Regions from separate parts of the Mus musculus genome. Here regions 1, 2, 3, 4, 6 and 7 are each linked to region 5. A link is a contact called in public HiCAR-type, HiChIP or PLAC-seq and promoter capture Hi-C data. All regions are on one chromosome and are shown on one strand. The core of a region is the stretch at or near the end of the contact, and the rest is flanking DNA. Distances in the headings are between cores, read along the strand shown.

Region 1 (3,782 bases), core at 557-3,056, 610 kb before region 5:
CCAAAAAGACAAAACTTACTGTCTTAGTTAGGGTTTTGCTGCTGTGAAGAGGCACCATGACCAAGGCAACTCTTATAAGCATAACATTTAATCAGGGCTGGCTTACAGGTTCAGAGGTTCAGTCCATTATCAGCAAGGTGGGAGCAGGGCAGCACCTAGGCAGGCATGGTGCAGGAGATGCTGAGAGTTCTTCATCTTCATCTGAAGGCTGCTAGTGGAAGACTGACTTCCAGGCAGCTAGGAGGAGGGTCTTAAAGCCCACGTCCACAGCGACACACCTACTCTAACAAGGCCACACCTCCAAATAGTGCCACTCCCTGGGCCAAGCATATGTAAACCATCACACTCACCAAACCATAACAAGGACAACCAAAACCACACATGAAACATGGAGTCTGTTTTATGTTGGTCAGCTACTCCTGAGCATGGGACCTACCCAGGAGGGTGACTGATATGCCCAATCGTCCCATTGGAGACAACTGGTTTTCTCTTTCTCATGAAGTATTGATTGCAAATAGCTTCTTCGTCAGGGAGGGGCCTTTGTGCCCACTTCTCTTCTTCAGTGCTGGGATTTTGTCTGTAAAACCAGAGACTGTTGACAGCATGCACAAGACCCGCACAAGTCCACCTTACCGTGCAATGTGCAAGTTACTGGCATTTCTTGCTTCCGGAACTGCTGGTAAGACACCTTTCTATTATACCCTGTTGTGACTTCCTATTAGAACAGGCTGGAAAGAAGTGATCAAAATGGCAACAGCAAACCGGTGAACAGCACATGGAATCTCTCACGGCTTCTATTTTCTCTTTCTGGAGTAAGAGCAGCTTTGCCTGGCTTGTCTGGATCTTTCTAAGCACCACCACCAAACTTTTCAAGAAACCACAGTGTGGAGGAGGAAAGACCAAGGGTGGCTTCCCTCACAAGACACAGCAGACAGTAACATGTCAGTAGCATGAACAGGTGAGACCTAGACAGAAGCTTCCCTGACACATTTTCCAATGTGAGGGTCTAGGAAGAAAAGGAAGGCGAGGCCTTGAGACCTGTCTGTACAGGGGCCAGAGCTACGAATGCAGATCATCGCCTTAAATGGGACATGATCTTTTTGTCCTCCTTCCAGATTCCAGATTCCAAATTCCATTTCCCCCAGTGTGCACTGGTACACTGTATTACTAAACTCTCACCAACATCACGACAACGTTGATAGAAAGCTGTATTGTATGAAAATCTATCTTGGATGAGAATTATCTATGCTCGTGATTAGAATTAGGGCAGATGGTGCGGGGCCGCGGAGAGTAGGGAGAACGCAGGGGCACATCAGACAATAGCCAGCCCCAGTTGTGTCACCAGTAGTGGGTTTCCGCTGTGGAAGGCTAACACGGCTCCCCAAGACTCTCGGGTTCCCAAACGCACAGCGAAGCGGGCCAAGGTAGCTTCGTGAAGACTCAGGACTGGACTCTTGCCATCTTCAGTTCAGGTCCCTTCCCACCGTGCTGTTGCACCCCTGTCAGGTCATCTGCTCTGGGCAGCGTGGGACAGGTGGCGAGTTTTCCAGATTACTGAACATGGTGCAGAATTACGAGTGTGGGTGTAGTAAGGCACCTCCGGGTGTGTTCCCTGGCGGCCGCGAGGTGCCTGCTGACAGTGCTTTGGTTGAGTCCCGGCGCTCTAGGGCAGGACCATACCTAGCTACGTCTTGCTCCAGTCCCATTAGCCCCTCCTAATCCCTAATTTTACCCCGCCTCCATCCCGCTGACCGCGCCCAGCTCCCGGACTCGCCCTGCCCCTGGCCTCCGAGGCCCCGCCCCGCGTCAGCCCTCCCGGAAGCGCCGGCTGAGCGTGTGCATGGCGCGGGAGTCCTGCGCCTCCGAGACTGTCTCTGCCGCTGCTGTGCTCTTCGCCTGGGTACGTGGCTCCGCCCCCGGGCTAGGGCAGAGACGAAGGGGCGAGGAGACCCGGGAGCTCCCGGCGTCTGCGTGGGTGGCAGGGAGCTGGGAGGCGGCGGCCCGAGCTAGGGTCCTGGATTGGAGGATCCTGGGTTGCAGCAAGGAGGAGAGGGTGCGGAGGGAGGGTCTCCCCGCAGTGCCTGAGGGGCCTACTGCTAGCTGTGGGATGAGGACCCGAGGGACTGAAGCACTTCGGGAGGACCCTGCATCCAGAGCAAAGCATCCATTCTGGGAAAGCGCTCGGCCGCCAGACTGCCTAGAAAGACAGCGTGGAGGCTTGGCAGAGAGATCTCGGTCCCAGAGCTCCTGGGGCCACCTGTGTCATCGAACCTGCCTTTTGCTTGGAGGATGGAAGGCTTCTTTCCAGCGCCATCACCCTGGGGAGCGTCCTGTGGATGTGAGGCCTGTGGAGTATGGCCGCGCAAGGCACAGACCCTGCGTATTTGCTGTTACTCGGCTGTGACCAAATCTTTTCTCTTCTGGGGGTGTGGAAGTCTGGGCTGGGCAGGTTTGACACTGCACTTTGACTGACCTATGGTCATCCTTCCGTGTGATTGGAGAGGAGGCTTTATACCCACGAGTGTGGGGGACATGCGTGACAGCATGCATATGTCGGGTGTTGCTGTTCTTAGTATTAAATACCAAAATTGTAATGGAATGCATGATTTGTTAACGGCAGTCTCCTTGACTACAGCGGAGGTGTTCTTGAGAGCGAGTACTGAGCCAGTGGTGTTCACATTGTCTCTCTTGGTGCCTGGCATCTTGTAGACCCCAGGGAAATATTTGTTGACTAAAGAATGAATGAATGAATGAATGAATGAACGAGCGAATGAAACGAATGAATGAGTACTTGTGTGCACAGCCATCTGTTAATGTTTGGGAAATACATAGCTATTCCCAGTTCTTGTGATAGAGGAAGCCATAACAGCTATGTTTTTTGCCAAAATTAGAATTTATCTATATACCTTTCACTTGTTGAGTGTAAGGCTGTCAGAAAGGAGAGCATGGCTTGGCCTGGCTGGCTGGCTCAACTCCTTGAAGTAGCACTTGAACGAGGCTTGGCAGGGGGGGTGGGAGGTGGGGGTTGGGGGGTGGGGTGGGGGTGGGCGTTAGTAACTGAATGTGTTGCTGTCATTTTCCAGCCTGGAGACTGCTGTCTTTTTGGACAGAGGAAAAACACCTGATAGGAAAAGCCTTTCAGCTGTGGCCTTGAATGGACAGAGACAGAACCAGGGCTGAACCTAGTGTGTTTGGAGGCCTGCTGGGGTATTCCTCCTGCTGCGTAATCAGGGAGCATGTATTAGTTGGCCTCCGCTGCCGCTGCCGCTGCCGTGACAAAACACCACAGGCTGGGTTCTTAGACAATAGACATTTATTTTCTCTGTGTTGGAAGTTGCAAGTCCGAGATTAAGGTGTGGGCACTTTTGGTTTCTCTGGGGCCTCAGGTGGCTGTTTCTTTGTGCATGGGCATCCTTGGTGTCTTGGGAAGAGACTAGACAGACTGGATTATGGTCTGTCTCATCATTTAACTTTAATTACCTTTTTAAAGGTGTGTCTCCAAATACAGTCATATTCTGGTATGTCAGAGGTTAGGGCTTTGACATAGGCATTTTGAAGGAACACAATTCATCTTGTTCCAAGTGGTTTTGTGTTTTGTGTGTATGTGTGTGTGTGTATGCACACGCTGTGTCTGGACCCTTTGTAAAGAAGGAAGGTATACACAGTTGTCATAGGGTATATTAAATTTTTCTTTACCTAGCTTTATCCTGGGTTTAGGGCCCTTATTGCACCACAGAAGTTGATACAAAGCATGAACCCCGGATTGCTCTAGCCTGGCTTCT
Region 2 (3,937 bases), core at 209-2,708, 920 kb before region 5:
TTGTTCCTGTTCAAGAACAGCAACTGCCCTTAACAGCTAAACCATCTGTCTACCTGCCTGCATTTAACATTTTGCAATTAAATGTGTGTCTATGTGTGTTCATGTGTGTGCACATGCATGTGTATGTGTGTGTGTGTGTATGTGTGTGTGTGTGTGTGTGTGCGCGCGCGCGCGCGTGCACATGAGTGCAGGTGCCCTGGAAGCCCAGAGATGCCCTATACCCCTGGAGCCAGGGTTACAGTTGGCATAACTACTGAGCCATCTCTCTAGCCCCAGGAGTCTGCACTTCTAACAAGTTATTGTGAGTGTTCTATGCCAGAGACAAAGATGGATTTTGCTAGCTATAAAGCTGGAGGAACCTCAACTCAGGGGGTCTCACCTCAGCTGCAGCAGGGATCTTGACTGCTACTGCACAAAGACTTTGAGGAGATATTAGAATGAAAAAGATAGTTCATTAAGCAGAAATACAAGGCACACTTAAAATATTATGTGGCTTAAGGAGAATGAGCTATAAGATTGCTTTTTCAATGTGGTGGTATACTTATTTCTTCATAGAATTCTTCTAAGGTAAGTAATATTATAAGGTGATTTATGAAGACCATATAGACATGGATCAAAAGAATAAAAGCCATTTTGCTATGTGTAGGTCAAGACTGATGTGTTTTGATTCTAAGCATAGCTTACTAGCCATTTTAATAATCTTGTTAGTGACACTTGTCAGGAAAAAGAGTCTTATTTCTGTGCAGTTGGTTTTTGGTTAGTCGTGACAATATTATTTTTGAAATTTGTTTTTACTTTATGTGTACGGGTGTTTTGCCTGCAAGTACAGTGCAGAAGTAGCTCACCACGAACACGCAGCGCCCAGAAGAGGGTGTGAGAAGCTATTCAACTGGAGTTATAGGTGGTTCTCACTCTGTGTAGCCCTGGCTGTCCTGGAACTCACTTTGTAGACCAGGTTGGCAGAGACCAGCCTGACCCTGTCTCCTGAATGCTGGGATTTAAAATCGTGCGTCACCATCACCCGGCAAAACCTTGATTTTGAACATTAAAATTCGGCTACACTTTTTGACTTTGATAATTCTCCCCCACCCCCCAATTTTGTGCTGAATTCTAGTCTCCCAGGAAACTCGCATGTCGCTTGCATCTGTTCGTTCTTTGGTTCTTCCTAGCTAAATTCCCACCCCCACCCCACCCACCCCCAGCAAGCGGGCGGTATTTTTCCACCTCGCAGGGCGCTCCAGTCCCCGGAGCCCTGGGCGGCTGTCAGTCTCTAGTTTAGGGTAAAGGTAGATGCAGAACCCGCGGGAGTCCTCGGACTGGAAAGGGCGGGGTGGGACGGGGCGGGGCTCTGAGATCTGGTCTCCGGGTCTAGTCGATACCTGACTGACGGGGCGCGGCGTCTGGATGCATCCTACCCGAGCTCCGCCTACTGCAGAAGGCGGGGACCGTCCTCTGCGGAAGTTTGGGCCCGTGCGGCCTCCGTTCCCAGCGTGTTTTGAAACAAGCCCAGTGACTGCGGCCGAAGAACGCGCCCCTGCTGACCATGGAGTTCGACTGTGAGGGCGTGAGACGGCTGCTAGGCAAGGTGCAGGCAGGTCGGGGGGCGGACGGGACCTAGCATTCTCGTCACTGCGCGTCGCCCCAGCCCATTCCCCCCACCCCATGTCCTTTTTTCCAAGATTGTTTTGTCGTTTTGACACACCCATACATACTCTTTCCCAGGCTGGCCTGGAAGTCGCGGCAATCCTCCTGCTTCAGCCTCCCGGTGCTGGGGTCACAGGCAGGCGGTGCCTCGCCCCCCTTGAATGAGTCACTCCCTGCTAGTGTCTCTACCTGCTTTGAGAAATCCGGGTTATCACCTTGTGGAAGCCATTCTCCGCCGTGCTTCCTCCTGGAGCGTTTGTGACTGTACACTGTACTCTTGTCTCTGTAGTCCTCTCATCTAGCACTGTGGTCACATTGTAGGTACTCACAACGAGAACCCCGCAGACGCGAGTGCAGGCCTGGACAGGGCTTTACTGTGGAAAGGTGGATGGAGGTTTCTTCCACCCTCAAGTCTCTACCCACCCCACCCCCAGGCTGTATGCTCAGCATTCCTGACTCCCGCCCTCGAGCATACTAGGGCTGTCTAGTTCAGAGGTTACCTTGTTTAGTGATCCTGGCCGTTCAGATTGCCCTGGAAGAGCCCTGAAACATGATTCTGTGCTGATATTCTTGGACGTAGGGGGTGTCTCTTTGTCGGGACAGTTTTTACACTTGTAAGAGTTTTAAGAGCTCCTAAAGTTGAAATCGTGTATGTAGTTGATTCTGATGGTTTAGCTTACAGTTACAGGTGTAGGTTGATTGAGTTGGTTGTAAGACTTCTCATTTGCAAAAAGAAAAAAGAGAAAAAGAAGCCTGGTGTGGTGGCACACGGCTTTAATCCAGGCACTCAGGAGGCAGAAACAGGTAGCTCTCTGTGAGTTGAGGCCAGCCTGCTCTACATAGTAAAGTTCTGGACAGCCAGGGCTACATAATGAGACAAAATACAAAAAAAAAATCTAGACCAGGCTGGCCTCAAACTCACCAAGATTCTCCTGCCTCTGCCTAGCAAGGGCTTGGGATCAAAGGCATTCATCAGTACAGCTGCCCTGTGAAGCTGAGACTGTGTTCCAGTCCACAGCAGTGCAGATAGGTACGGGGGAGTTCTGAGTTCCCCACGTCCTCGCCAGCACTTACTGTTGTCTCATTTTGATTATGGTTTGTATCTTGATTATGCTGCGATTTCGCCAAACTTTTTTGTTCATTTCCAAGGTTATTGTGGCTGTTCTAAGTCTCACGAGTGTCCATATCAATTGGTGTTTAATGGTGAGGTATGTGTGTGCTGCAGACCAAAACCAGGCCTTCTGGATATCCTAAGCAACTGCTTTATCGTTTAGATACATCTCCAGCCCAGTTTTCAGACTTTTGTAACAGCTGAAGTTTCACTAAGGGATTACGCCAAACCTTTCGGGAAATGTGATGATCATGACGATCTTAGATCCACAAACACAGGATACTTTCCCACTTAAAACAGTTTTCCAAGCCAGGTCTTCAATCCCAGCACTTGGGAGGCGGAGGCAGGCAAATCTCTGTGAGTTCGAGGCCAGTCTGGTCTACGAAGTGAATTCTAGGACAGCCAGGGCTACACAGAGGAACCTGTCTTGAAAAACCGAAAAAACAAAACAAACAACAACAACAAAAAAAAAACCTTTCCATTTTATTTCTTCCAACAGTGGTAGGTTTTCAATATCCCTTCTGTACCTTTCTGAACTGATTTCCAAGTAGTTTTATTCGATTTCCATGATGTTGATAAACTGCCTCCTCTCAATTAATCCTCATGGTGAGCCTCGGGAGTGGGTAGGATTTTTCTTTGTAGGTAAGAAAATAAGTTGAGAGAAGTTACATGATGGCGCCCACAAGGCCACAAAGAAAGACAGGGAGAGGCAGTTCACCAGCTTGTAGCAAACTCTTGCTTGTATTTCTTTCCCCTGTAAAATCTAAGATACCAGCTGGAGGCGGACAAGGGAAAGTCAAGTTGTCTCTAGTGAAGGAGGCATTCAGACAAAAGGGCTGACAGGTTGGTGAGACAGCTGCCATCAAGCAGGACACCCTTGAGCTTGGTCCCTGGAAGCCTGGGGTTGGAAGGAAGAGCTGATTCCTGCGAGTGTCCTCTGCCCTCCACATCAGCACCCACACTTACATACCTGCATTAAATTAGTAAATTAAAATGTAGTTAAAGACAGGTGGATCTTGAATGCTCATGAGTGGTTCATCATGTACTGTCCCACAGGCTCTCGGGGTGTTTGGAGGCATTTAGACTTAACTGATCAAGGCCCAGAGCTTGGGGTTAAGCTTGGTGTTTAATACCTTGCTTTGGTATCCAACTTAGCAAATTGCATGGATTCTCTAGATTTCT
Region 3 (3,681 bases), core at 562-3,061, 630 kb before region 5:
TGGCCCAACATCAGCTTTTCCATCAAATGCTCATTAAACGGATTGGCTTCATCTCTTTTTTTTAAGTGGGGCAGTTCATGTCTTTGTAGATACCCAGCTTGGGAATGGCAGCCTTGACTTCAGCTTGGTCCCAAGTCACTCTGGCCTCTGTTTTCATGGTATTGAGCAAGAACACAGGACCTCAAATCAGAATGCTTTTGCTGTCTTCTTCTCACTAACCCATGCAGGAGGAGGCTGTAGAGCTGTTTGCTATGGGCCCCAGTTTGCTGATCTATAATGCAAGCACAATTTTTTAAATCCATCGAATTATTCTAAAGATAAAAGGAAAAACTATAAGGGGGTTTGAAATCATGGGCATCCTGCAATTTGAGATCGGACAAGTTGGTGCCAATAATCTCAAATTGGAAGGGTGGGCAGGGAGGTTGTGTGTGAGTTCAAGGCCAGCCTGGGCTACAGAGCAAGCAAGACCCCGACTGAACCTTCACATAGCACCCTGCAATACATGCACATTCAGCCAAGGGACTGACAACCTGTGCAAACCTGAAGTTCAAAAGCACTGTGATGTGTGCCTGGCACAAAAGTCCCACAGCCTCTGAAGCATCCATGTCCCTCATTCCAGGAAAGGTGAAATAACAGAAAGAGAATCAGGTCAGCGGCTGTCCCTGGGAATCAGGGGCCGTCGGGGAGAAGACTGAGACAAGCAAATACCTTTGGAGGGTGGGAATATCCTGTATTTGATCGTTTGGTGTTTAGTGGTTACGTACTTGACAAGTGGATCAACTTGTCAAGACTCAGAAATGTACACCTCAGAAAAGCGGATGTTCGGCCATACCAGATGGCTTATCTTGGAATCTCAGCACTGGAGAGGGAGAGGCAGAGAGAGGAGCATTGTTGAGTTCTAGGCCAGCATTGGTTGCTTGTGCAGTTTTTTCCTTGTTAAGTCAAGGCAGCACTATTTTATATATATGTACATAGCAGTTAGATTGCATTGGGTATGACAAATAATCTAAAGATGAAGCCTACAGGATATATGCATGCTATGATACATTCTTTATAACAGCCCGGAGCATCCCCCAGACTCTGGCATCTAGAAGTGTCCTAAGACTAGTCCCCCAGGATACAGAGGGACCATGCTTTGGTCCTTTAGTAGAGCGTCTAATAACGGATCGTCAACAGATAAATGCTATTTGGCTTCTGAGCCGAGTTCGTATAGCAGGGAAAGTGATATTTCAGCAGGCACAGCATCGTTATCTGCGTGCATCGTACATTTCTTTTTCTTTTTTAATCACAAGAGTAGTGAGCTCTTCTAAAACGTCCAGTAGTTCTTCTGCCTAAAGGATAAGGCTCTGCACTAGGAGAAAGATGAGGCAGCCTCAGGAGGATAACCCAGAAACTCAGGGATAGGCTGGAGACTGGGGAAGTCCTGCTTTGGTTTCTAATCCCAGAGACTGGGTCCAAGCCCCGCGGGAGGTCATTGTGTCAATAGCAGGTGTGATGGTGGTTTGGAGGGAAGTTCTAAACGGATTGTTTAATCTTACTCAGACTTTTTGTGGCTGAGGATGCGTCAACATTAACTTAATTAAAACTCTACGAGAATAGCTGTGAATGAGACCGGCGCCTGGGTTGCAGAGCAGACAGCAGACAGCGACTAAGAGGTCAGGGCAAGCTGCTCCCGCCCACACCCGCGCTGTTCCCGCCCCCTCCTCGCCCTCCTCCCGCACTGCTATATCCTCAACCGTGCGCCCGGCGCCCATTGGCCGTTCTGACGATGCGCTTCTCCTATAAGAGGCGTCAGCTCCCATCCTCAAGTGACTCTTTAAACTCCAGTGGCTCTGAGGTGAGTGGGTGAGTGGGATAGCCCCTCCCTGGGACATCGGATCAGAAGACTCCCAGCAAGGACGGGATCAACTTCTAGTAGGAACCAGGTGAAGTCCTACCCCTCAGGGCTCTGCTCTTCGTTCCTTTAGAGCTTCTTGGGGGATAGCAGACCCTATTCTTGAGGACCTCCTGTGTGCCAGGAGCAGACTCTGTCCCACGTTGGATTTCGGCTTTATTGGGAACCCTGTGTCTCTGTGACTTCTTGCCAGCAAGAACATATTAATCTTCTTTCTTTTCCATCCAAGGGGTAATATCTCTTTTCTTCTTCCTCTATAACGGTAACCTTCCCTTAAGCGCCATCAAAGGAAGGGAATCTTCGATGCTAGACCTTTCTCTCAGCACCACATCTGCACTCTGCAGCTCTATCCCAGGTCACAATTGACAGAGGCATAGGTCCTTGAGATTCAGGGCTAGTTAACAGTCCAGGTAAAAGTAACCCCGATTAAATGTAATGATCTGATTTTCAGAGGTTTTAAGTGAACTTGGTTGATGGTCCACCCTAGCCGTCTTGGAATGGAGGTGGAGGTCAAGGCCCCAGAAGCTTGTGCCTGTGGGATGGCAAGGGTGGGATTCTTTTTCCTTTATAAGGTAGGGTTTCTCCATGGAAGACTGGCCGTCACTCTGTAGACCAGGCCTGCCTCGAACTCACAGAGATCAACCTGCCTCTGACTCCTGAGTGCTGGGATTAAAAACACATGCCACCACTGGCCGGCTCAAGGGTGGGATCCTAACCGAGTGTTCCAGGGTCACAGACTCAGTCACTGGAGTTCATATGTCCATGTGTTGTAGCTGCTGCCCTTGATCTTTCTGATCATTTGGAGGGAGGCAGCCTCTGCCTGGCACTTCTGGAGGGTTCCTTTGTCTCCCTTGGGCTTAAGCCTTTCTGCTTACAGTTCACCTCCACTTCATTCCCACATCCCATTTAGAAAAGAAAACCACTATCCCCGGGGATTCTTCCCAAACCATTCACTGTACCTTTCAATCCTACCTTCAAACTCTGCCCCCACCACTTTCAAACACCTCACCGTGCTTCCCAGACGAGACCTCGAAGCTTCTCTTACTGGTGATGAAGCTAAGGAAAGAGTTGGTGGTGTGCACGTACCCTTCACTATGCCCTGCCAAGGCTGCTAAACAGATGGCCTTCTTCTTGGCCGGTCTTATTTCCTGTGCTGGATCCTGCACACTGCCACATCTTTATTCAGGTGAGGATCCTGCCCCTCCTTTGAGGGTGACTCCTTCTTTTTTGAGGGTGACTCCTTAACCTTTCAGGGTGATCTTCTGCCTTTGAGGGTGATCTCCTGCCTTTGAGGGTGACCCCTGCCTTTGAGGGTAAACCTCTCCATTTAAGGGTGACCCTTTTCTTACCTGGCTAGAAAGGGGCTCAAAGAGGAAATAGAAGGCTAAAGGGGGAGAGAAATAGCAGAGAAAATCATGGGGTTGTTGAAGGAATGCCCCAAGGTTAGGCAGATCCACAGGCAGCATTGCTGGTGTTGTGGGAATGTGGCTGTCAGCACAAGGACCCGATTTTAGGCCAGTCTGAAAGTGTTTAGTACAGCAGAAAGATGTGCATCATCAAAGATCCAGAGGAAGCGTATGGCCTCACCTTAGAGCTGTATGCTGTAGTTGAGTTACAAAGAAAACAAAAGCCTGGCCCCTTTCTGAAGGGGCTTTACAGCGTCTTAGGGTATAAGATGTGTGTGAAGCACGTGGGGAAGCTACTCATGACCCGAATTTGATGGGCAGTGAGATCTCAGTTCGGGGGTGAAGTTCAGACTGGACAGGAAAGGGAAGTGCAGAGACACA
Region 4 (3,918 bases), core at 547-3,046, 890 kb before region 5:
ACTTGTAGAACAAGTGCTTTTAACCCCTTAAGCCCTCTCCCCAGGGCCAAGACGTGATTTTAAACTGAAACAGTGGGTAGTAGGCTAGACTGGAGTTTGACTGGAGCTAAAGTTACTCAAGGCTGATGTTCCCTTTTAAGATAGAGTATGCTGACACCTGCCACGCACTTTCCCTTAGGCCGTCCGTGACCTTGGATTTAGAAAGGAATTGATTATATACTAAGATCACCCAGATGTATTCTCTTTCACTGCTGTCTATACTAGGCTTTATACTTTAGATGATTGTATTTATAAAATGTATTAAGAGGGCTGGTGAGATGGCTCAGCGGGGAAAAGCTCCGACTGCTCTTCCGAAGGTCCTGAGTTCAAATCCCAGCAACCACATGGTGGCTCACAACCATCTGTAATGAGATCTGACGCCCTCTTCTGGAGTGTCTGAAGACAGCTACAGTGTACTTAGACATAATAATAAATAAATCTTTTTTAAAAAATAAAAAGTAATAAGAATTGATGGTTAATATGTCGCTTTTTATTTTAAAGATTATTTTACCAGCATGAGTGTTTTGCCTGCACTGGATGTGTGTGTACCATCTGCATTCCTGGTGCCCATGGAGGCTATCAGGAGTCCCTGTAACTGAGAACCTAACCCTAACCCTCTGCAAGGGCAACAAGTACTCTTTACTGCTGAGCTATCCCTTCAGCCCCTCTAACAAGCATTTATTGGAAATAGAAACTCAATTGAGATTGAGTATCACCTCTTGTATTCTACAAGGCAATTAAGATCTGAAAATTGGGCTGGTGATGAGGCCAGCCTGTCTCCATTTTTAGGCTTGAAAGCCATCAGCATCGTTCCTGTTTATGATTAAATCTGTTTCTCAAGGGTTTGGGCTATGCCCCACCTGTAACCTTATCTTCAAATGTTTCTATACGGCACCCAATGCCTTTGTTTCAAAAGGTTATTATGACCACCTGTCCTTATAACCACCTGTCATGGTCACTTTGTCATGAGTACCTTGTTAAGACCCCCTTGCAACCACGTCTTTGTTTCACAAGATGTGTTATGGCCATTTTGTTCTGTTCCTGTAACCCGCCTATGTACCTGCCAAATCACCCATTTGGAAACTCCCTACCCCTGAGCTATAAGACCAATTTTCTAGCCTATGTCCAAAGCTGACTTCCTGTACACAAATTAAAAGGTTTTAATTAATTGCTTGCTTTAATTAATTTGGCTATGATGATTTGGGTCCATGATCTTGCTCCTTGCCTTTTTGGGATTAACACTGGAGAGGCTTCAAACTCAGAAGTTTGAAGGGGTAAATTCTTTATAATCTGAAAAGAAGCCTGCCCTCAAGCAAGGCAGACTGCGGCCTGTCTAATCTTTATGTGGGCACACTGGAATTGTTAGGGGAAAGTATCCAGAGGAGAAAATTACCGCATAGCTTCCTAACGGGGGAAAAAAAATCTCCTTTGCCCTTGCGAACTTGACATGAAGGGCTTTCGAGCGTTTAAACTGCAGTAACAAAAACGGATGTGATAATCAGAGGTGCCTCGGGCGCAGTCACCTAAAAGTGTCTAGAGTGTCCACGAGCTAGTTCTGTGAGCGACGCGAGCCCAGGACCTTCCGAGCCGCAGCGGGTGGCAAGGCTCGCGAGAGGGCCGGGACTTCGGGACCGCGAAAGGCTTGCAAACAACCGCACCACGGGCACCCGTGGACCGGACCTGATCTCTCGCCCGACTTCGCACCGCAGACCAGCGGCCCCGGAAGTGACGCGCGGGAAGCGGAAGCACAACGTGCCGGCTTCCTGCTTCGCAGGGGCGGGGCGGCGGCGGCGGCGATTGTCTGGCGGCCTGGGGCGGCCCCGTGGCGCCTACCCTCTGCCTGTGGGGACGGAGGAGCGCGCCATGGCGGTGTCCGAGAGTCAGCTGAAGAAGATGATGTCCAAGGTGAGCCCGCGCCCTACGGGGCGGCCCCGCGGGCTGGGCTAGGCCGCCTTCCCTCTGCGGAGCGGCCCTTCCCGCCTTCGCCTCCATAAACAAAAGCGGGGTCGTGCCTGGCGCGGCCGCTGCTGTCTGCCCGGCGCTGCTGACGGTCCCCGCCGGCCGGAGCCCGGCCCTGCTCAGAACCAGTCCCCGCGCGCCTCTCCCCGGCCCAACCCGGCACATCCCACCGGAGCTCGGGAACTCTTGGTGCAATTGGTTCGCTGAAGTAGAGCAGCCAGAAAATCGAGCTTGGCAGCCCTTCCCCGCTCCAGAGAACTCTGCAGTTGCATTCCATTGTTTGCATTAACTGTGATTAACGCAGTTGTTTGCTTGTTTACTTTGAGTTGAACTTAAAAATTCTTACTGCTTGACTGGTTGTGGGTTTTTTTTTTTTCCTCTCACTTTTTAAAAGGCCTTTTGGATATTTTGCACATTAGCTACTTAGTACTTAATACTGCGCATCGGACTCCAGAATGCCTTGCTTTTTGTAATTTACCAAATTTAATTGGAATGAAATTTATGTAACGTAGTTGAGCCCTAACTCCTTTAGTCATTGAAGTTGACTTTGATGCTCTTATCAGAGCAATAATAGAGATCGTGGGGTTAAGAAGTTTCTAGTTTACAAGGAAACACGAATACGCTGGGCGTGGTGGCACAGGCCTTTAATTCCAGCGCTCTGTAGGCAGTTGACGACAGATCAGGACAGATTGTGAGTTCCAGACCAGCCAGGGATACACAGTGAGACCGCATTTCAAAACATAAAATTTTTCTTTTCTTTTTTTCTTCTTTTTTTATTCTTTGTAAAACTAGATCTTTTTTAGTAAAGTCATTTCCCTGAGTCCTTGAAGACCAAACCTCTTGTCTCTTGGTTGTCTAACCATTTAATCTTTTAGGCTTCCTTTTTTTTTTTTTTTTTTTCCCTGTAGTTATCTGTAATGACACAGGGGTCTGGGGGAATGTACGAGGTCCCGGTAAAGGTCGATATAGTACTGTTTTACCTTCAAATCATTTGTTTTTCAAAGCCTCAATTAAGCTTTTAGAAGATGTAGCCCATTAACTTCATCTGATTGGGGATCTCTGTCCTTATCAAGACATTCTGGCTCACCCAGAGAGAGAGACAGACAGTTTTGGTGTTTTAACCTCGCTTCAGATCATTTTTCTCCTTTGAACATCATCTTATCTCCCATCCTAAGCAGACTTTTTTAGCACCATTTTTGGTTGTGATTTTTACCAATTAAGTATATTTCTACAGTTAGTCTATCGTTCTTTATGCAAATAACTCTCTACTTTGTTCATACCAGTAACCTGTTTTTTACATACAATGTTTTACAATAGAAGATGAGTCACTACTAACTGGGGAGGAGAAAGTGGTCATAATAAAAGTTGTTATTGAGTTTGAACTGGTGCCATACATGTTTATGGGTTGGGAGGCAAAGGGAGGTATATCTCTTGAGTTTGAGGCCAGCTTGGTCTTCATAGTGAGACCCTGTCTCCAAAACACAAGCTGCTATTGTTCCATAAATTGTAGGGATCTGACAGTGGGATCAACCAGACTAAAACCTGTACTTCTGAGCTTGATTACGTGGAAGCCACTATCAAAGTCATGGCAATAGCATTGGGAAGTTGACAACAGCTTTGGAAAGTAAAGCGAGAAGAGATGGTGGTGGCAGTGACAGTGCTGAGGCTGTGGCTTTCTTTTGCATGGTAAGGGGAGGGCTTTGTGAGAAGTCTATTTGACCAGAAACCTGAGCATAGAAGGAAATGAGCTCTGGAACAGTCTGGGGTAAGGACAGTTCTAGGAAGAAGGAAAAACAAGCGCAGAGGCTTGAAGCAGAAGTTCACCAGCAAAAGGCTGGTAGCGAGACTGACTGAGCTACAGGAAGTAGTGCTGTTTGACATTGAGCTTTAGTGATGTGAGAGATTTTGAAGGGCCTTGTA
Region 5 (3,793 bases), core at 125-2,624:
TCTCCTTCCTCTCAAAGCTGCAGAAAGCTCAAGCTGAAAAGCCTTCCAGGGCAGCTTCTGAGATGCCCAATGCTACAAAGCCAGTAGGTGGCACGGCCCCTGGTGACATGGAACCAGGACATACTCCTGTAATCCAGCACTGTGGGAAACAGAGGCAAGAGTGTCCAGAGTTCAAAGCCAGCCTTGGGTATATTGTAAATCTAAGGCCATACTGTGTCTCAAAAAATTGGAAAATCAATTATAAATCAACCAACGAGGTAGAGGGACTCTACAGAGAAAGCCTGGAAGATGACAGTTGATTCTCCGCGTCGGGAAATCTTACACCACCTCTAACCCCACCTAGAAGAAAGGTAGTTTGAAGAAAGGCTACGCCCACAGGAATTCAGGGTGGGAACGGCTTCTCACCTTTTCCCCCCGGCCCCACTGGGTCAGCTCAAAGGGCTCTCGGGTGCCCTTCTCTTTGGCACCTCCACATTTCTCCTCCTTGGGCACCAGTCTTTACCTCTTCCCATCTCCCTCCTTTCTCTGGCAGCACTACCAGCCCTCCTGGGAAAACCTAGCCTAGCTCTCTCTCCAATCCCCTGTGTCTACTTCTACCCCACCCCCTCTTCTCACAGGCTTTCTGGGTCAGAATCCCACCGGGTTGATAACCACTTCACATTAACTTTCGACTCAGTCAAAAATAACTCCACAAATCTCTAGTGTAATTCCAGCAACTATGCAAGGTGGCTGGCAACTTTAAAAAGGAGAGGTGGGGAAGGTAGGGCAGCTTCGCAGCCCCAGAGGTTGTTACACTGTTCCATGTCAGGACTTAGCAATGGGAATCGATCATCTTTAAATTCATCCCAGGGAGGATGGAGGAGCGGTAAGTCCGAGCCTTGGGGTCTTTAGTACGGAGAGTGACACGTGTGGTTTCCAAGTTCTGCAATATGGGTTGGGCAGATTAGAGTTTCGGAGGTCCTGGTATGGGGGAGCCGGGGTCGGGCAGACCCTCTCGGCCTTCCCGCTCCTCGGCGCGGCTGAGGAAGAGTGCAGAGCAGCCGAGAGCCTGGCCAAGGGTCATCCAGCCCACCCGGCTACGCGCGGCCGGGGCTCACCTCGATGAGCGAGTAGTTGATCTCCACGTCCGACTTCACGAAACCCCCGCAGCCTACCACGATGTCCTCGGAGCCGATCGCGCGCCCCGCGCCGCTCAGTAGCAGCAGCAGCAGCGCCGCGGCACACCGGCCCGCACGCATGGCCCGGCCTCCGCGTGCCTACCCTCCGCAACCCGCCCGGTCCCGCCCCTCACACCGCACGCAGCCGGCTCCTTCCTTCTCCTCGCTGGGCTGACAAGCCCAGGACCCGCCCCGGAGCTGCTCTGCGCAGGCGCGCCGCGGCCCTGCGCCCACGCCCCCAAGAAAGACCGACGCGACACGCGATCCGCCCGGAATGATGGCCGCTTGCGCCTCTGGCGTCCTGGAGGACTCTGCGCAGCCTCTGGAAGGAACAGCCCAGACAGGCTTCCACTTCAGAGTCATCGTCACGGCTAAGAGCTTTTTTGTTGATTAATGTATTCAACAAAGCCCAAGTCTTTTTGACTCACATATTTCACGCCAGATGTAATTTCAAAAAGCCCTTTAGAAATGTGTTATTTAGTTCTTTTTCCCACGACGCCATCTCTTACCAGTGCTTGACTGTATATTAAAATTTTGTTTTAGCCAAACAAGTCTAAGGCTTGCCTGAACCACAGGGCACATTCAAAACCAACCTGGGCAACTTTAGCCCTGCTTGGGTTACATAGAGAGTACTAGGGTAACCAGAGAGTAAGGGTGGGGGGTTGGGGGGTGTCTTGGGTTGACGGCAGTCAGTAAAGTGTCTCACAATGATAAGGATCTGAGTTTGACCCCCAGAACCATGCTAACACCAGCAACCTCAGCACTGGGGAGGTGGAGACTGGAGGACCCCCGGGGCTCACTGTCTAGTCTAAGGGGAGAACAGTAAGAAGCTCAGTCTCCGAGGATGTGGGTCACCTTCCTACCTGACAGTGATACTCCAGGCGTCCTCTGATGGATGTGCTGGGGCAGAAGGTTTATTATAGACATCTGGGAGAGCACAGCCAGAGGCGGGAACATCTGGGAGAGTCCAGAGTGAACGTGACCCTGAGCCATGAGAAGAGACAGGGAGGGGAAGGGAGAGTGGAGAGAGGGGAACCAAGTGCAGCAGCCAGGAGGCACAGAGGTGTAGCCCTGGAGAGTTCAGGGCAGGGGATGGGGGATGTCAGCCATGGTGGCCCTGTAAGAGTTAGGAGCTGAGTGTTGCTGATAGAACCTGGGGGCCAGGTCCGCTTTAATATGTTAAATAGGCACCTCAGCGGTGTGTCCCAGGTTTGACACCTCACACTGCTTCCATGATGGACGATAGAATTTGAGGTAATCTGGAATCTGTGTTCCTGGGCCATGGCTCAAAATGGCTCCAGAATAAACTATCTATTATTCCCCTTAAGATGAGAGCTCTGGTTTTGTGTTGACACACCCACACATGTGCACATAAAGAAATCTGTGCATCTGGCTTCTTTATTACCAATGATGTATTTCTGTTGACATGGTTTTCCATTACAAATGATGCTGTACTTGGCTTTGAGACTTCATCTCACTAGGTAGCCCTGGTAGGCCTCAAACTCACTTACATCCCCCTGCCTCTGCCTCCTGAGTGCTGGGGATTAAAAGCATATACCACCTACCTGGCTAAATGATGTTTTCTTCTGCAAAACATATTAACTAAGTTCATAATTATATTTAAAAAGATATTTATGGGGCTGGAGAGGCGGCTCAGCGGTTAAGAGCACTGACTGCTCTTCCGAAGGTCCTGAGTTCAAATCCCAGCAGCGACATGGTGGCTCACAGTCATCTGTAATGAGATCTGATGCCCTGTTCTGGATGTCTGAAAACAGCTACAGTGTACTTACATATAATAAATAAATGAATCTTTTTTTAAAAAAGATATTTACGTTTTATTTTGATCCCAACTCTAACTTGTATAGAAACACTTTGAGGTTTTTTTTCTCTCTTAAGCCTGAAATTCATCCAGTTTAATTGCCTTTGAATTCATTCTCTCAAATGAATTCATACACTTGAATAAATAATTTTTTATGCCAGGAAATAAAGCTGCTGCAGGTTAGAGCAATCAGTGCCAGGGGCGGGGGGGGGGGGGGAGGGGGGAGTGACACTCACAGGAAGAAGGGCCATGGCTTCTCTGTCCTCACCACCACCTCCACCTCCCACCAAAACGGACCCAAATAAACAGAGAGGATGTGAAGTTTCACTGACAGCAGGCTTGCCGCACACAGCTTGCAGACGCAGTTGCGAGTTCTTCGAGAGCCCTCTCCTGCTGAAAGCTCAGAAGAAGCCGGCTGAAAGAACACTGTGCATCATACTGCGGGCACAGGCAACCCCAAAAGGTGGGGCAAGCCAAGCTGGAGAACCCATCCCGCCTGGGCCCTGCCAAAGAGAGGCTGTGGGAAAAGGTGGGGGCAAGACCAGAGAAGTGGCAGGGTTTGGACAGGGCAGAGGTCTGCATTCCTCCCTCACTGGAGCAGAGCACCTGGGTTGGTCTGTCTGGGGCAGTTTTTCTTCCCTACCTTGGAAGGAGTACAAACTCGTTACACAAAGAGAAAAGTGGAAAGGAAATGGGGTTCCCTGTGACCTCAACTTTACTACATCTCCAACTGTGTATCTGTGCAAACAGGATAAGACAACACAGAGTCACTTGTCTATTTGCCTATCTGTCTTGTCTTATCTGTCTGTCTGTCTGT
Region 6 (4,191 bases), core at 1,578-4,077, 600 kb after region 5:
GGCAAGGACTCTGCCACTGGGCCACACCCCTAGCCCCTCATTGGGGGATTCTAGGCAGGGGCTCTGCCTCTGAGCCACGCCCCTTCCTCGTTAGTTCATGGATCTGCTCACCGCAGACTCTTTTCCCCTGGTTCTCCTCTCTTCATCTCTATTCCATCTTTTTGTCTGCCTGGCTACTCATCTTTATTTTATTTACTGTGAGACAGAGCCTTCTTGTGGTCCAGACTGGCTTAGAACACACCGAGATCCTCCTGCCTAGGCCTCCGTAGTCCTGGGATTGCAGGTGTGCACAGAACACATAGCTTTGACTATCTTTCTGCCTAGCTCCAGCTTGTTTGTAGTCTCTGGGTCTGAGGATCTCTGCTGAGATTCATCTCCATCCATCTGGCCTTTCTGACACCCGGTACCCACTGGCCTACTTCACCAGATCCTATACCCGTCTATCGCTTTCTTCCCTAGGCCTGCTGGGAAAGTTCTGACTACACCTCCTGCCTCCATTCCACCTTCTCTTCACCTCTTGCTAGGGCCCCTGCTGGCAGTTCCCACTCCCACCCCCCTGGGTAGGGCTGTGTCCCACCTTACAACCCTTGCTGTTCATGGAATCCAAAGTCCTCTTCAGTTCCGGAGTTGGGGGCTCCAGGAGCTCTACCTGCGTCCTCACACCCTGCTCCGTGTATGGTCCCACCAGATAGTAGTTGTCACCCCATTCATCCCCTGTCACCTTCGCCTTCGTCTGCAGCACAGTGTAGATGCCACCCACTGTGGGCCAAAGTGCAAAAGGACAGACAACCCCACCATTGGTCCATAGCTTTGAGACCTGGCAGGTAATGGGATGTATGTGGGTAGTATTGGGGTAGAAAATGGGCAGGAACCTATAATTGGGAATCAGGGGAGGTTGGGACTGGAGGGTAGGGGTCGTGGAAAAGCAAACCTGAGGATAGCCCTCTTGAGTTTATGGAGAGAGGGGACTGAAATCAGGATGCTGAGGGAGGAGCAGGCTCCAGTTAGACTCCTGGTCATGACACAGGAAGCACTCTTTAGTCTCCTAATTCTTAGAGAATTAGGAGCAGGAAGGCTCTAAAGCTCTTGACTTTCAGATGCAGTGGGAAAAATGGTACATGGCCCTATCCAGCTACCCAGTTACCTGAGGGAAGCTTGACTTATTATTCCACACCTTCAGGGCCCCTAACGATGCTAGCCCTGGGCTGGGACACAGGGACTGCTGGGCCCTGCTCCTCCTGTGACCCCACCTCAGATTTAGGAATCTGGGTCCTCAGCCTTCTCACCTGAAACTGGTACCCTGGTAGTACACAGCATTGAGTCTGCCATCTCCCAACATGCTGAGAGACCTAGTCTCTTTCTCCCCAGGATCCAGAAAAGGAAATGTTCAGATCCACAAGGCCCAGCTGCTGGGATTCCCAGCCCAGCCTTCTCATGAGCGAGAAGCTAGTGATCTCCCATACATACTGTGGGTGGGTTCCTCCCATCCTAGGGCCCAGCTCCTGACCAACTTAGGACTTCCAGCTTTCCCAGTCCACAGGGAGGGAGGCACCTCACTACATAGGAAGCCAGGACTTAGGCCCTGGGCTCCTTCAAACTCGACATTCAAGTTCCCAACTCTTTCCCACCTTGTATCTAAGAATTTGAGTCTCCAAGCCCCTCTTGGCTTTACACTGGTTCAGGTCCGCTATGCCCCCTGAAAAATCCATGAATCCCAACCTTTAGGAACACCCCAACTCCACAGTCACGTCCTCTGGACCACAGACCCAAAAGCTCCAGTGTTCCTTGGGCTTAGATGCACTAACTCCTTCCACTTTTAGATCTCAGGTCTCTCGGCCCTCGAAAACCTCCCTTCAAGACCCAGGAATCTTTCTCTGAGTGCCCTCTTCCCTAGATTGCAGAACCTGAAGCCTCCTTCCATCTTAAGAGTAGTCTCTTGTCCCTTCCCCCCAGGGCCTAGGACGCCTACTCCAGCCCCTTCACAAGGACACAGAAGTCACAGGCGCTTTTCCCAGGACCCAAGACTCCTCCACGTAACTCTTTTCCCGTCTGAAACGGAGTTTCGGGGCCCCATCCTCGCCTGCCCTTCTTGGTCAAGGGACCAACGCTGACGTTCTCACCCTTGTTGGCCACCTCCCAGGCCACCTCGAAAAGCACTGCGTTCTCGGGGTCGAATTCATCCTCCCAGTCTTCCAATCCTGGAAGCGAGGACACAGAGAGACTGCGGCTGAGAGGCATGGCTACTGCGGGCAGGGGACTTCGAGCACCAAAACTGGAAACCAGAGAGATCGGCTGGGAACGCAGCAGACTTGGTGACCGGTAGAGTTAGCGGGTGTCCCAGGGGAAGCTTGCAAGGCGCTCCGCTTCCTATTGCACGACCGCACCCCCGCCCCAGAGCGCTCCGACTCAGGTAGGGTGAGCTGAGACACTGAATCGGGCGGGCAGCTGCAGTGAAGCCTCGTGGCCGCCAGGAGGCACTGCCCACCCTGCTGGTCTAGCACGATTGGTCGGCGGCTGGGGGGCGGGGGCTATTGCGTCTACTTATTGGCGGATAGAATCCAGTTTCCTTGGCCAGAGGCTCCTGGGGAGCTGCGGGGGCGGGGCTTGTTTCTACGCAGCATGGAAGTGATTGGTGAACAGAGCTGTCAATCTCAGCTGTAGGCCCAATTTGGTGAGGAAGGTTGGACAGAGAGGGAAGGGATCGTGGAGGACGTGTGGTTGCTACAAAATGTGCTCAGAATTTTGCAATCGGACTTAGCAGTTGCAGGGCGGGGGGGAAGGAGGGGGGAGGAGGCTAGGTAAGAGGAGGAGGAGCAAGAGACGTCAGGAACCCACCCGGGATTCAGAACACCGGCTTTCCAATTTAGCCTCGCGGGCTGGGCGCGGCCTAGTGTACGCCCCCTACAGGAATTTTATATATCTTATGGGCCATAGAGATGACTGGATGACCGGGAGCCTAGAGAGGATAAAGACCGCGCTCCTAGCCGATTTCCGTTTCCGCTGAGGCATTGGCGGTTGGTGTGCATCATGGCAACCGTGGTAAGTGTTGGGTGCATGTGGAGGACCGACAATGACCCTTCTTAGAGAGTCTGAAGGAGGGAGCTGGAGAGGACTCTTGTATCTGAGGGAGGAGTGATAAGGAAGATGCCTGGTTTGACGGAGGAGGTCTGGGGAGTACTCCCGAGTCAGAGGGAGGATGCTGAGGACACCGAGTCTGAGCAATGGATACAGAGGAGAATGCATGTGTCTAAAGGAAGAGAGCAGAGGAGAATGCATGAATCTGACGGAAGGGGGCTGAGGAAGTCGCCAAGGAGGGCTTGGGAGGACACATGGATCTGTGGGAAGTGTTGGGAGGAGAGGATACCAGGGTCTGAGGGAAGCAGGCTGGTGTGTGCACCTTTGTGTTTGAGGTAGGCAGGCTAGAGCCTGAATCCCTAGATCGGAGGGACGATCACAGTGGATGAGGCCTGGTTTGGAGGAGGAGGAGGGCTAGGGAGGGTGCCTGGGCCTAATAGAAGAGGGCTGGACCTGGACTCCTGGATGTGGAGGAAGTGTATTGACCACTGAGGAAGGAGCTTCATTGTGGCTTTAGAAGCTAGTAGAGAAGGCAACAATGTATTCAGAATCCTAGATGTCAGGCATGGTAGTGAAAGCCTGCACTTGGGAGGCAGAGGCAGGTGGATCTCTGTGAGTCTGAGGATAGCCTGGTCTACAGAGCCAGTTCCAGGACAGCCAAGGGTTACACAGAGAAACAACAACAGAAAGAATCCTGGGTCTGATGGAAGAGTCATGTAGACACTCAGATTTCTCTGTGAATGAGTGACTAGCCAGAGCCTGGAGTGACAGAGTCGTGGTTCATCCCACAATGCGTTCTGGAAACTTCGTCTGCCTCTTGATGTAGTCAGTGACCAGTTCCAAAGTCTCATCCCAGTGTCCTGCGAGGTCTGAGACTGGTACCCTGGTCTTCTGGGGAAGATTAGTAAGTGGGAAGTTGTGTTGTGTGCTTGAGAGCACAGGTCACAGGAAAGTGTGTCCGAAGCCAGGAGTGTGACAGTGAGGAAGAGAAATAGAGTCTGGGTTCAGAGCATGGGGTCTTGTCCAGAGACTGTATTTTTCAGAACCTCACCTAGGGCACGTGTCTGTGCCATCGCACAGTTAGTTGAATGTTACAGTGAGCGAATAAAGCCCAGG
Region 7 (4,163 bases), core at 1,284-3,783, 810 kb before region 5:
GCGAGAACCAAAAATTTACCCTCTCACATGGGTGTGCTCAGTTATTTTTCCAAAGGAAAATTATATACCCCAGGAAACAGTGGGATTTGAATAGAAGTTCAAGACAACCTATTCAGTAGGATTTTAATTTTTAATCAATATGCACATATAAATTCCAATTCAAAAATCACTTTAGATTTGGGTATATAGGTCAATGGTTACCTAGCATGTTGGAGGCCCTAGGTTCATGTAACTGAGAAAGTAGAAGAAAAGGTATATACTTTGACGCTGTTACTTTGGTGGTTTATTTTATTTTATTTTATTTTATTTTTGGAGACAGCCCTGGCTGTCCTGGAACTCACTTTGTAGACCAGGCTGGCCTCGAACTCAGAAATCCACCTGCCTCTGCCTCGCAAGTGCGAGGATTAAAGGCGCCCGGCTGTCAGTTACTTTGGATAATCCCTTTCTTGTGTATCATTATGTTGCAAAATGTTTCACAGATGACTGAGTGTGTGCAAACCTTGATAGTTTTACATACAATGTGACAATGTAGGGATGTCCTCTCCCCCACACCCCACCCATAGGCTTGGGCCATGAAGGATCTCCACTTACCTTCATTAAGATACTGATGGCACAAGCCATGCCAACAGCACCAACCCCAACAACTGTAATCTTGTTCTGGGGAGCCTGCTCTTCCTTAAGAAGATTCACAATCAGCTGGTCCTTGAGGGTTGCCATCTTGGACTTTGAATCTTTTGAGACCTAAGGGGTATACACCGTGTGTCATTGTAACCTGCCCAAGGTATACTCACCAAGTCCCTGTATTTAAAAAAAAAAAAAAAAAAACGCTGACTTTGCTACCTTTGGACTCCTTTTCCATTAAGTGACAATGTGACAAAGAACAGAAGTGGAAAACCAAGAATAGCCAGCGCCAGGGTGTGGTCTGGCTCTCACCAGGAAGGCTCTCACCTTGAAATGGAAAAATAATACCGAGGTCTCCGTGTACGTGTAGCCGCCTGAGGACTTACTCATCTTGATGAACCCCAAAAGGGGATGGTATCTCCTCTTATATGGTTAGAAAGCTGCCCTCCCGCTCTTCTCCCATCACCCAGAGCCCTACAGCAAGTAGAGCGCCAAGTTGCTCCAGGAAGTACCAAAAATCAAGAGCAGAGGGCGCCAATAACGGCCACAAGGTGCGACCCCAAGGCATAGCAACGTGCTTAAGCCTGCGCACGCGCAAGCTTCCTTCCTAACCCCCCCACCCCCGCAAGAACCCAAGTTGTATGACCAGCCCAGATCCAGAAGACTGGCAGGCGGGGGAAGGCAGTGCGCGTGCGCAATTTCAGAATCAGGTGTCATATATATAGGTCTAGCGACTGCTGGCCATGGATGAGACCTCTGGCAGGCAGTTCGGCGTCAAAGTTTGGCCCTTACTAGAGCCCAAAGCACAAGCGCGGTGAAGTGGAGCTGGCAGCCACCTTAGCCTGGTGCCAGAGTGAGATCTCAAATGCCACTAACAGGATTAGGGCCTTCACCCACCAGGGCGGGGCCTCATTACCCAGGATGTGGCCGCTAAGGGAAATTTCTTCAGTTCCAAAATGGGGATACAATTGCGGAGGGCCTGAGGCCTGGAGCCCACTCCCACCCCCGCGATGGCCACCTTTCCCAGCAAGCACCATGTCTATTTTTGAAATCGTTCCAAAGTGCAAAAGGACTGGACAAGATCTCTGGGCAAGCAGCCTAGGGCCATCAAGCAGGAATCCGGTCTCCTTACAACCGCTGCTATTTCTAGACAGCCTTGTGAGGTCTCTGCTGACTGGGGGCAGGGCGTGGGGCTCTTCCCTCAGAGAATCTACTTCACGCAAACCTCAAGTCTGTGCTCTATTAGGACAGGGTGCCTCTACTTCCCACCTACGACCCGATGGGTGTCGCAGGCCTCTCAGCTACAGGTTTCCTCCTTCCGTCTAGGGTGCAGAGGAAGGACTGCGACTCTTCCCGCTTCCTCTCCGCACGCAGCGCGCTTAGCACGATCCCCAGTCACACCAGGAGCGAGCCTCTTAACAAAATGCGTTTAGGGCAAGAGCGCCCTATAATCTGCAGGAAACAACCACTCCACCGAGCCCACGCAAAGGAAAATGCAAACCGCACGGCTGCTCCGAAGCACCCGCCCCGGACGTGCCAAGGCTTTTTCGGCCCCCATGGGCTCGAGTTACGGGAGCTCAAGTTTCGCACCGCTCCCTCGCCCCCGTTCGGTGGCTCCCAACCTTCAGGCCAGCCACCCCTTAGTCCTCTTTACACGGGTCTCGCCGCCCCAGGCTGGGTGGGGCCGCCTGCTCAGTTCCCCAAAGCACAGTAGCCCACGCGTGCCCAAATCTGAACACCCTGCACCTCCACCCCGGATAGGGACCCCCTGTGCCGGCAGCGTGGGGCCCAACCGTACCGCTAGTGCACGATGGGGGGGCGACTGGCGAGGAGAAGCAGCGTGGCCCGAGCTCGGCGACAGTGGCTCCAGCACGCAGAGCAGCACGCGGGCGGGGCCTTAAATGGAAGCTCCGCGCTGACGTCAGAGTGGGAGCCCAGCGGACGTGCGGGAACCCACGTGTAGGCTGGGCCGGGGGCGGGCGTCCAGCCGGGCTAGGCGCCACCGAGACCGGGGCGGCGCGCGCAGCACGATGTCCCTGCAAGAGTGGCTCCACGTGTGCTGCGACACCCCAAAGAAAGGCCAACCCGACATGCTCCTCAGCCTCAGAAGCAGGAGCCCGAAATGCATCGATCCTCCGCCTCCTTCACCGGAAAACTTGTGAGACTCAGAAAAAACCCTGGTCACTTTCTTCATTGCTGTTCCCGGCGCCGGGAACAACTCCTGGCAAGCAACAGGCCTTCAGTAAATATTGTGTGAAAGCACATGCCAGCACCGTGCCGGTCTATCCGCCATAGCAGCCTATCAGATGGGCCTTTCTCCTGCCCCACTTCCATCTCCCAAACCATGGGGGGAGGGGGGTGCGGCTCAGCTTCTGATGGCTTGCCAGCTTACATCCATATCTGCCCTCTCCCATGCCATCCCGCAGGCATTTGTGTTTAGCCTTACCAAGGAGTATCAGGGCCCTTGCTTGTTTTCACACACCCCCTCTGCCTTTAAACGTCTTTCTAGAGGTCTCATTAAGCTGTGAGGCCAGTTCCTGTTCCTCTCCCAGCTCCCGATCAACCGTATGTGAATCTTAAGGTACTCCACCACTGATAGGATGTGAAATGGAGTTTGCAACTGCTTTGATTTCCTTAGTGATGGGAAGAACTGTGACTTTCAACCCTGCTCACCCATCTCCCCGGAAGGGATGTGTTCACTGCAGATTAAGGTCTATTACAGTCTTGAGCAAGATTTGAACAAGCTGGTTGCAGGGTGCTGGATATGCAGGGATCATGTGAGAGGGAATGAAGCTCACAGCCCCCCCTTATTTTCGCTTGTCTGTATCCCTTGTGATCTCTTTTATAACAAACAACAGGCTAGGAGTGTGGCCAGGACAGGGACACTTGTCTTGCATACACCAAGGCCTGAGTCCCTCAGCAGAGCGCAAATTTAAAAAAATTAAAAAGTCAAACAGTTGGACCTGGAGAGATGGCTCTGCCATTAATATCACAAAAGCTTGTAACTCCAGATCCAGAGGTTCCAATACCCTCTTGACCTTCATAGAGTCTCTCTCCCCCTATATATAGTTAAAATTATTTTTTTAAAAAAGTCAGAACAAGAGAAATGAAATTTAACTTTTTAAAAGAAAAAAGTGAAGGTGAGTTCTAAGAGACACCAGAGCAAGTAGCAAGCAAGAGGAAGAGGAGAGCCTTGTGGATACCTCAGTGTAGAGTGGTGAGGGGGAAGCACAGGTGGAGATGTAGTAACTACTTGTGCTTATGGTCTTAGATTGGGGGCAGTCCCATGGGACTGAACTATTAACCTGTGGAATACAGTGCTCTAAGCAGAATGTAAACTGGGTTATCAGATGCCCAGGCCAGGTTCATCTGCTAGGAAATTGCTTTGTGCGGAAAACACACGTGTGGAAACCTCATGTGCACACAAGCTCCTTTGACCCCAGAAGGATTCTGGGAAGGGATACTGTTTCTTCCCTTCCCTTAGACCCATATACCCACAGAATGGAAACTCCCTCTTTTCATCACCCTATACTGTGGCCTGT

What was found. Promoter capture Hi-C pulls out the DNA fragments that hold promoters and counts their contacts. HiCAR-type assays count read pairs that join an accessible place to other places. HiChIP or PLAC-seq counts read pairs in DNA pulled down with a chosen protein or histone mark.
Region 1: a contact with region 5 is called in a HiCAR-type map of astrocytes, with 3 times the contacts expected there. The contact joins the promoter of Sergef here to the promoter of Nomo1 in region 5. A contact is called at or near these places in 2 of 39 promoter capture datasets (the 3T3-L1 cell line and maxillary cranial neural crest), 1 of 115 datasets of contacts at active chromatin or transcription factors (astrocytes) and 3 of 9 other capture datasets (adipose tissue, embryonic stem cells and liver).
Region 2: an H3K4me3 HiChIP or PLAC-seq map of bone marrow-derived macrophages shows a contact between it and region 5, with 4 times the contacts expected there. The contact joins the promoter of Uevld here to the promoter of Nomo1 in region 5. A contact is called at or near these places in 2 of 39 promoter capture datasets (liver and pre-B cells), 1 of 115 datasets of contacts at active chromatin or transcription factors (bone marrow-derived macrophages) and 1 of 9 other capture datasets (liver).
Region 3: an H3K4me3 HiChIP or PLAC-seq map of embryonic forebrain shows a contact between it and region 5, with 5 times the contacts expected there. The contact joins the promoter of Tph1 here to the promoter of Nomo1 in region 5. A contact is called at or near these places in 1 of 39 promoter capture datasets (neural stem cells) and 2 of 115 datasets of contacts at active chromatin or transcription factors (embryonic forebrain and embryonic stem cells).
Region 4: a HiCAR-type map of fibro-adipogenic progenitors shows a contact between it and region 5, with 7 times the contacts expected there. The contact joins the promoter of Tsg101 here to the promoter of Nomo1 in region 5. A contact is called at or near these places in 1 of 39 promoter capture datasets (cranial neural crest) and 3 of 115 datasets of contacts at active chromatin or transcription factors (fibro-adipogenic progenitors, pro-B cells and stem cell-derived neural progenitor cells).
Region 6: a promoter capture Hi-C map of pre-B cells shows a contact between it and region 5, with 2.2 times the contacts expected there. The contact joins the promoter of Ruvbl2 here to the promoter of Nomo1 in region 5. A contact is called at or near these places in 1 of 39 promoter capture datasets (pre-B cells), 1 of 484 Hi-C or Micro-C datasets (CD8 T cells) and 1 of 115 datasets of contacts at active chromatin or transcription factors (large pre-B cells).
Region 7: a promoter capture Hi-C map of liver shows a contact between it and region 5, with 2.8 times the contacts expected there. The contact joins the promoter of Ldha here to the promoter of Nomo1 in region 5. A contact is called at or near these places in 4 of 39 promoter capture datasets (HPC-7-derived erythroid cells, embryonic stem cells and liver), 2 of 484 Hi-C or Micro-C datasets (embryonic stem cells and liver), 3 of 115 datasets of contacts at active chromatin or transcription factors (bone marrow-derived macrophages, large pre-B cells and pancreatic cancer cells) and 1 of 9 other capture datasets (liver).

Annotation. Positions count from the first base shown.
Region 1 is chr7:46,637,831-46,641,612 of GRCm38.p6, reverse strand. It overlaps Sergef (secretion regulating guanine nucleotide exchange factor), which reads left to right and starts at 1,806. Exons shown (of 11, transcript NM_013789.2): 1 at 1,806-1,900. The coding sequence starts at 1,841.
Region 2 is chr7:46,956,039-46,959,975 of GRCm38.p6, reverse strand. Uevld (UEV and lactate/malate dehyrogenase domains) reads left to right here and starts at 1,458. Exons shown (of 12, transcript NM_001040695.1): 1 at 1,458-1,585. The coding sequence starts at 1,544. It overlaps Gm39012 (a long non-coding RNA gene), which reads right to left and starts at 2,093. Exons shown (of 2, transcript XR_882075.3): 1 at 1,713-2,093.
Region 3 is chr7:46,665,507-46,669,187 of GRCm38.p6, reverse strand. Tph1 (tryptophan hydroxylase 1) reads left to right here and starts at 1,811. Exons shown (of 11, transcript NM_001136084.2): 1 at 1,811-1,925.
Region 4 is chr7:46,917,847-46,921,764 of GRCm38.p6, reverse strand. It overlaps Tsg101 (tumor susceptibility gene 101), which reads left to right and starts at 1,796. Exons shown (of 10, transcript NM_021884.4): 1 at 1,796-1,944. The coding sequence starts at 1,903.
Region 5 is chr7:46,031,277-46,035,069 of GRCm38.p6, reverse strand. Nomo1 (nodal modulator 1) reads right to left here and starts at 1,374. Exons shown (of 31, transcript NM_153057.4): 1 at 1,098-1,374. The coding sequence starts at 1,238.
Region 6 is chr7:45,433,100-45,437,290 of GRCm38.p6, reverse strand. It overlaps Ruvbl2 (RuvB-like protein 2), which reads left to right and starts at 2,827. Exons shown (of 15, transcript NM_011304.3): 1 at 2,827-3,039. The coding sequence starts at 3,028. It overlaps Gys1 (glycogen synthase 1, muscle), which reads right to left and starts at 2,452. Exons shown (of 16, transcript NM_030678.3): 1 at 2,121-2,452; 2 at 578-759. The coding sequence starts at 2,238.
Region 7 is chr7:46,844,174-46,848,336 of GRCm38.p6, reverse strand. It overlaps Ldha (lactate dehydrogenase A), which reads right to left and starts at 2,533. Exons shown (of 8, transcript NM_010699.2): 1 at 2,420-2,533; 2 at 592-741. The coding sequence starts at 717.